Regions from separate parts of the Zea mays genome. Here region 2 is linked to region 1. Evidence: chromatin contacts called from public Hi-C data. All regions are on one chromosome and are shown on one strand. The core of a region is the stretch at or near the end of the contact, and the rest is flanking DNA. Distances in the headings are between cores, read along the strand shown.

The links. Hi-C and Micro-C count contacts between places; a contact is called where the count stands out from the background.
Region 2: a Hi-C map of ear shows a contact between it and region 1, with 2.7 times the contacts expected there. The contact joins the enhancer-like site here to the promoter of LOC100284161 in region 1. A contact is called at or near these places in 2 of 25 Hi-C or Micro-C datasets (ear and tassel).

What each region holds. Positions count from the first base shown.
Region 1 is chr7:79,170,227-79,174,424 of Zm-B73-REFERENCE-NAM-5.0, forward strand. LOC100284161 (heavy metal-associated domain containing protein) reads left to right here and starts at 2,086. Exons shown (of 3, transcript NM_001157058.2): 1 at 2,086-2,215; 2 at 2,309-2,387; 3 at 2,492-3,323. The coding sequence starts at 2,207. The coding sequence ends at 2,907.
Region 2 is chr7:79,794,630-79,798,827 of Zm-B73-REFERENCE-NAM-5.0, forward strand. No RefSeq gene overlaps it. Among protein-coding and RNA genes, the nearest start is that of LOC109940994, 9.2 kb to the left of the region's middle. Within about 2 kb of position 2,367, at least 14 of the 20 cell types and tissues checked have an H3K27ac peak or open chromatin away from gene starts, as enhancers often do. A contact at or near this core is called in ear and tassel, where this site is marked.

The sequences.
Region 1 (4,198 bases), core at 836-3,335:
TCATCTCTTGTTGATATAGCTGATGTTTTTCAAGCAGGCTGAGCATGTCGTGCGAAAATTTTCCAATGTCTTATACTTAATTAGCACTGATCGATGCTTTTTAATTGTATAGCTCTTAGCAGTGATGTTACAACGCAATAACATCAAGATCTTTTGGGGGTCCCTCCAATAATTGCTGTTAGAAAAGGTTAATCAGATAATAAAGTGGGTACTTTGGTAGTGAAGTATAGTACTAAAATTTTCAACGAGTCCTGGTCTCCACGAAGCATACATGTTTTTGTTCTTTCTGCTTGAATGTGAACTTTGGCTAATTAATTTATAATGATTTAAATGTATTGGTGGTTCCTTCAGGTGCATTTGGTTGCAATGACAGGACGTGACGGGATGAGACGATTCCTAAAATAAAGTCGTTTGGTTTAGGATCAATGGTTGGAACAGTACTATCACAATGTTATCTCTAGTTATTTTTCAAAATTATAAGGACGAGAGAGGACGGCAGAGGACGACCCTGTCCTGGCTGTCGCCGAACCAAACACACCCTAAATTGGTGAATTCGTCTCACCTTAGACAGTCCGGTTGCTCATTTTAGCCCTCAACAGAACTATTTCTACTGCCCCACTAGTGAAAATATGTTACTATCAGAGCCCAACAGAGCCGGCGGTACTGTAGTGCCCTATAAAGCACGGATGTAGTGCCCTATAACAGTTACGGACACTCGTGTGACCTGCAAAGATTGAATAATTAATTCTTTCGTGGCCTGAGCTATCTTGTATTTGGAATTTCAGCGAAATTTTGTTTGTAAATCCTGGCCTGAGCTATCTTGTACTACACACAACAATACCAGCCGTAAAACTCTCATGTAGACGACATGTCCGAACTTTATCCTGAGCGCTCTCCCCCCCCCCCCCCCCCCCCCCCCCCCCCACCCCCCATGGTTTTTTTGGCAGTATATATTCACAGCAAACGTTTATCTTTTTTTGTTCAAGCATACAACTTTGAGAGCTAGTTTTGGAGGTAAAATGCCGGAGGAGATTAGAGAGACTAATTAAAATCCTTTTCTTACTAATTTTTGAATAAGAAAAGGATTTTAGGGCTTTAATTCTCTTCGGTTTTGTGTCTCACAGACTAGCTCTCGTGGGAAATTTCATGTGTCAGACATGGTAAAAGAAACACACCGAAAGAGACCTACAGGCGCCTCAATTTCAAACATAATGACGATGTAGACTTCATCGGCCTCCTTTTTGATGCCTATCCCTTTCTTCAAACATTGAAATGGCAAGACAGAGCATCCAACTCTATCACCAACAGCCGACAGCACAAACAGCTAAATGATACTCCTACAGTAATATAAACAAGAAAATGCTGTCCGCCAGGCGCCAGCTGTTGGTTTAATCCAATTTCAAAAGCTAGGAACGGAAGTTTGATAAATTTCATTTTAGCGCATGAGTTTCCTAGGTATCAAATAATTAGTATGTATAACAACCATGCTAACTGATTAAAAAAAAGTGGGTGATGGTGTAATAGCCAGGCCGCCACTAATTGCTACTGTAAGTGATAGTACGCCAGCAAACATTTTTGCCTTGCAATCAGTTTAATTAGAGGGAGAGAGGAGAGATTGATCTGGGAAAGAAAGAGAGAGAAGGAAAATATGGACACAAGGAGATAGAGACTTGACCTGTGTTGTGGTGTGCTGAAATGAACTAGCTAGGTAGCTATAATCAAGGTGTGTGGAAAGTTGTGGCACGGTAGCACCGACCAGACCCTACCAGCCACTCGCTGATGTTGAGGTTCCACGAACTCCAGCCAGCTTCAGCGTGAGCTGGGCATTTGGCACAGTGCGTCTCGTGGATTATTCAGTAGCCGTGCACTGCTTGCTGATTGATTGGTTGGCTGTTCTCTTCTTCCATTTTGTTGCTAAGCTTCATCTTCTCTGTCCAGAGCCTTCTTTGCTGCTTCCTCCCATACATACAGTGGTTACATATTTATTATAATAGGAATTAGGAAACCCTTCTCTCTCTCAACCTGCCGTCCTGCTCATTGCCTGCCTGCCTGCCTATAAATAAGGTGGTGGTGGCCATGTACTTCGTGTCTCAAACACACGAGAGCTCCTCTTGTCTTGCTCAGCAATCATATCGCACGAGATACTATTGACTCCAAGTACAGACCAGTCCAGTACTGTTGTACGGCCTGGTTCCGTGGAACAGAGATGGGCAAGGTTGGTTGCTCATCCTGCCGTCTTCGTTTCTGTGCCTGAATGTTTTGGTTTTTGTTCTGAGCTCATTCTGTGTTCTTCGATTTCTCGCTGCAGCAAAAGATTGTGCTCAAGTTGCCCCTGGATGACGAGAGGAAGAGGAGGAAGGCCTTCAAGGCAGCTGTGGGAATGAACGGTAAGACCAACCTACAACAATCACTGCGATTTGATTGGCATCATCATCATCAAGTCCCAGGTTCTGACAATTGCTGCTTCCTGGGGTGCCGGACGATTCCGCAGGTGTGACGTCCGCCACGATGGAGGGCGACAAGATCACCGTCGTCGGCGATGGAGTCGACCCCATCACGCTCACAACCATCCTTCGGCGCAGCCTCGGCTACGCGGAGCTGCTCAGCGTCAGCTCCGGCGACGACAAGAAGAAGGGCGACGGGTACGGCTACGGGAGCGCCGGTGGCATGATGTACGGTGGCGGCGGATACGGTGGTGGCAAAGAGGGCAAGGAGAGCAAAGAGAGCAGCGGCGGCAAGAGCAGTGGCGGCGGTGGGGGCTACGGCGGCCATTACCAGGCGATGCCGTCGGTCTCGTACCCTGCCGCCTACCAGCAGTACAACGCCATGCCGCCCTACCCCGCCGCCTACTCCTATCCTGCAGCATACCCGCAGCAAGAACAGGACCCTGGATGCAGCATCATGTGAAAAAACATCCTACAAGTTAATCTGAGGAGTTGGTTGAAGGTGGCCGAACACATGGAGATCAGATTAACATGGTTGGGTTCGTCCGGACAAGATGATCCATGCTGCCTTGAGCTGTGCAACAGAGGATGATGATCCAGGATGTGATGGGCATTATCATCCGTGTAATTATGTACAGGGTTGGCCAGCAAAGTTGACGGATTGATCTGTTGGAGTTGGAGGTGTTGGTGGAATGGGAGGCAGAGCTGTTCCGCAAGATTATGATTCAAGTGCAGACTAAGTAGCAGCACCGATGTTTCCTTTTCGTTTCTTTCGTTTTTGGTAAAGTTGTAGTGTTTGTTGAAGAAAAGGATTGCAATAAAATTAGTGTTTATACACTATCCGAGTGATTGGTTCCTATGCCCGCGAGCATCTGCCGGCCTGCTCCCACCTGCACGCTCCACACGGCCTGCGGAATCCGAGTGATTGGTCTCCACGCGTGCAGGTGGGAGCAGAAAAAATTGCATGTGCTGAGCAGTAAAAATTGCCTATGCTACATGTGTGTGCAGGCTCACCTCGTCCGACACAGGAAGCCAATCATGTCTGCGACCACTGTCAACGCACAACCAGCCGGGCTACCAATCATGTGAGGGACGCATATGCAGTACGCTACTCACAACTGTTTTGGTGGTTGAGCCTCAAAACCACCTGGCGTTATGGAAGGGTGGTTTCGCCGAGTTTAATTAGAGGTGTCACGTGGCATCATTGGGAAGGGTGTATCGAGGCGAAGCAACTTCATGTGGAGCGTCTGGCCGTCAAATGCATATTACAAGAGTTGGTCCATTTTTCCCAGTTAAATGGATAAGTTCTATGTATCTGTCACACCCGGATTTAAGGGTAAATGCAGATGTGTAATACCCAAAAATGTATATGATGAGGATATAGTAAATCTCCTTATGTTGTGTGCCATATATTCATCATAACAAGAGCATACCTATAATTAAGGGTGATTAGTTAAAATAAAAGATACTAAAATGGATTATGCATCATGATGTGGTTTTGCTTTGTGAGCATTTTGTGACAATATAAAAATAATGTAAAAAGAAATATGTTGGTACCCAAATTGAAATTTGAATTCTAAAGGAAATTCTATAATTTGAGAAGAGAAGGAAAATACTATAACATATAGAGAAAATAAATATACAAATAAAGAAAACTAATTTAGAACAGTATTTGAAATTGCATATTTAAAATAAATGGGAAAACTCATAACAAATTTTTGAACTCAAATGATGAAATCAAGAGGAAAGGAAAA
Region 2 (4,198 bases), core at 1,117-3,616, 620 kb after region 1:
CTTTCTTTATAAACACATGAATTTTAAGCCTTGGAAGAATTTTGCCTATGTTACACAAACTATAATTTTGGGGTGTTACACTATCGGTCCTCACCGATCTATTGAATAACTTGTAAGAGCAACTTGTAGATTACTAGCATTCTTGTGCTCCACTAGCCTACAAAGTTTCTCTAGAAATTTATCATTTGTTCTAGCTAGATTGTTTAAAACCATATAGAACACCTTCAAATATGGTCACGAGAGATGCACTAAATAGCAGGGCTTGGAAAACTTAGGGTAAACAAGATAGTGTATGTGTTTCTGACCGATTAGATGCTAGATAACTCAATTTGATATGATCCTCCAATATATACAGATAGTGTGGACTAATTCTAGTAAAAAAAACAATTGTACAACATAATCTTCAGATCCTCACAAGATCAAAAGAAAAATCAGATCAAAATCTACAAAGCTAGAGTGGAATAGGGGAAGTCAAAGCATCCCATGCCCATCAAAAGTTTCCAGAGTTTCATCCCTTGTGGCATGGTTGGAGCTTACAACACATGTTGGAACCTCCGGTGTGAATGGGATTCACACCACATATGTCAAAACTTCAAATATGAGGAAACCTATGAAGTGATAGAGTTTTGGGGGCTTCAGAATTCCCCACAGAGTCACTTCTATAGTATCCAACAAACTCCGATCCTAAATCCAAATCAAATCTCCTCTTAACCCTTTTGGCTGTCAACACTAGCTCTCAAGCTTAAATGCAGAATCCAACTATACCGAGACCGCGCTCTTAATTAATCATTTGAAATGGATCCAACTATAGCGGTCAACAACATCCATCATATATACCACGGTCTTAATTAGGGATGGATTCTGAACATCCAACCTATAGGACAAATTTAATATTTTATAATATGTATGCATAGAATTTGGTGCTAAGTTTTGGTTATGTTGTTAAGCATATTATGAAAAAACAAGAACAAAATATTGCATAGTTTTTTTGGATTATTTGCTCCTACAACGAAGAATTGAAAAATTATGTGTATCTGTATCCGAATTTTATACCAAACATTTGAGAGCATACACGATAAATTTGAGGTTTATATTTTATGAATTTTAACAAGGCTCAATGCTAATAGTTCGTGCCAGCTTTTATATCCAATTTATTAAACCATAAAAAAAAGATGACAAAAAATTTAACGAGGGTCCATACTACAAGAAACTAGATAAAGAGTGTGAGCCAAAAATCCACACTCTTATTTAAATGAACCGACACTTTTAGATTTTGTGAGCCCAATATTTCGACAATCCTTTCAGACTTGCGGCCTGCAGAAAATTCTTTATCCTACCTGCTCTCGGCCAACATTCGGACTAGCCCACTGCATGCTATGCGGTGTTTTGAAAATTCCGATATCCTAACTAATTATTACAAATTAATAAGAAACCACCTTCACTAAGTACATGTACAACCTTTATTAATATCCCATCTCACTTGGAGTCTCTAATAAAGTAAATAAAAAAAATCAGGTGGTCACATCTACGTGACATGTACAATAATTCTCTCTTGATCCAATACTCGTATTAATAGTGTCGGGGCCGACACACTTAGGGGGTGTTTGGTTTGAGGAATCACTTCATCCAAAATATGGTGGTGCATCATGGTTCCATTCCTCAAATTTGGTGGGATGACACATTTCCTCATATTAGTACTAACTAACTAACTATGAGTAATGAGGTGATGATGGATCAACTCATTCCATTCCACAAACCAAACAAAAAAATGAGGAGTGAGAAGATAATAGACTAGCTCATTCCTCAAACCAAACAGCCTATTAAAGTGACCGACGTTCCTTCAATATTTTCTTGTAGTGCTATCTCTATTCTTAATTCTTCCAAATATGTTACAATATGCAGCTGCTAGCTGAAAGCCTAAACAATATTGCACCGCGAGAACGATCGATGACGCTTGTGCCATCCCGCAGCAAAGCAGAATCATATGCGAATCGAGTTTCCTGGACAAGTTTAGCAGTAGCGTTTTCCTACTAGCTAGCCAGCTCCGTATCGTCTTGAGGCAGCTGGCTGGCTGAGGTGGGGAGCGATCGAACGTTATGGTCAGAAGTAATGTGATCTCTACTTGGCACCCATCATCGGGGCATCATGGCCTATGCAGAGGTTGAATTCTGACGCTACAAACAAAGCCGCTTTTGATCTCCTTTAACCCTGGAGCAAGATATAAAAGGCACCCATTAGAACCTCCCTTTTCCATCTGCACATCGAGTGCACGCGGAGGGATCGATGGAGGCAAGGAAGGACTAGTCGTGGATGGGAGGGGAGGGGAAAGGGCAGCAGCTCCTGCAAGCTAGCTAGCCACTAGAGTGGGGGCGAGGGGACAACTTGAGACCGGGGGAATCTGCGGCGGCCTATCGATCGCTGTCGATGTTAGGCCTGCCCACACCGGCCGGCCGGTGTGGATCGCCGACAACGCGATCGGTGAGTGTAGCCAGCAGCAGGCACAAGTGTCTCTGGCTGCCTGACACGGAATATCCCCTCCTCCATTTGGTGCCGCAGGCAGAAGCATGTAGTGGTGGTTCTGGTGCTGTGGTGGGGAGCTACTGTCTCCCACTATCACTGTACAAAGCTAGCGACCACTGTTTGTTCGTTTGGCGATGAAATAGTCAGCTCTGCCCTTGATTCACGTCACGCGTGGCATAGGGCCTGTTTATTTTTCTTGCATTATTATATAATCCACCTTATTTTATATAGGTTATATAATTCGGACGACTACGCAATCCCGTTTATCTAATCCTATTATATTAGAGATGTTTGTTCAAACAGAACAATAATCTAAAATAAGCACCAAACGACCTACTTACAGATTATCATAATCTAGGTTGCTAGATTATATAATCCACTCCAATAATATGCGTTGTTCGTTTGCCACTAAACATATTTAAGCTGGATTATATAATCTATACGGTAAACAAACAGGGCCACAATACTATTACACATAAGCTCTGTATTTATACTCCTAAATATATTCACTAGCATTTGTACCTTCCGTAACAGAAAGGACATGTAAAAATAGCTGATTAAACTGGTGGTTCTACGACGGTTTAGTCAAAAGAATCGTCGGTGAAAATTTATTTACACCCACGATTTGTAAATTTGCCACTTGTTTAAGATACTTTGAAAAGTTCAATTTTTTGACATATTACTAATGAACTTTGTCTAATCCTAATTAACTATAGTACCATATCTAAATAATACATAAATATTAAAAAGTACGCCTCACCGATTTAAAACAATCAAGAATATAGTTCATACATGCTAGTAGGTTAATCTCTAGAACAACTAACTTTCTATCCCCGAGATAAATCAATATATAGATCCAATACTCCATGTATGAATTTAATTAATGCATATGTTAAGACAATAGTTTTTTAATTGAAATTATTAGTGTAAACTACGTAAAGGTAGACTTATGCAAAGTTGTATGAAAAAACTATGCATTTCTTGTTTCAAAATTTAAGTAGTTCATGTCCTATGTAGATGCAGTAGTTAGTCTTAGAGTCTTTTTCCAACTCATTTTTAATCTCCATAATTCATCTTCAATCTTGCCCTAAAATACATAGACACCAAGTCCAATTGTAAATGTGTGATTCTTCTCTAATTTTCCATCGGGTTCGGATACCAAACTCTTCTCTTTTCTTGAGCAAATGGATCTTGACTATACCCATCTCCTCCTCGTCATGATGCACTCTACAAAAACATGTGCATGTCATAGATTGAAACTCGATACAATATATTAATAACAACACATGTTTGTCTACAAGTGATACTTAGAGGAACCACACTGTCAATAGTTGGGTGCCAAGTATCTTGAGGTTAAACATCAAGTGAATATCATTGAAGGTACTATAGTTGTGTTTGGGACACTTACAAAAGCATGTCTAGTATAAAAGAAATAATTACGTCGATGCCAACTAAAGCTACTCTCAAGTACCAATCATGCATCCTCCTTATAAAGGTGGAACCTTGGGGAGTATTTCCCACCAAAGTAGAGTCTTGATCAGCACATAGTGATCATGGATATTTTTGTAATGCTTTGTTGTCAGCAATTGTATGGTGTTTGTGGAGCTGGACTTCTCGCCACCTCTATCACTACTAGTTTGTGTCCCCTTTCTCCTTCCAACTCTAGGAATCTACTTCC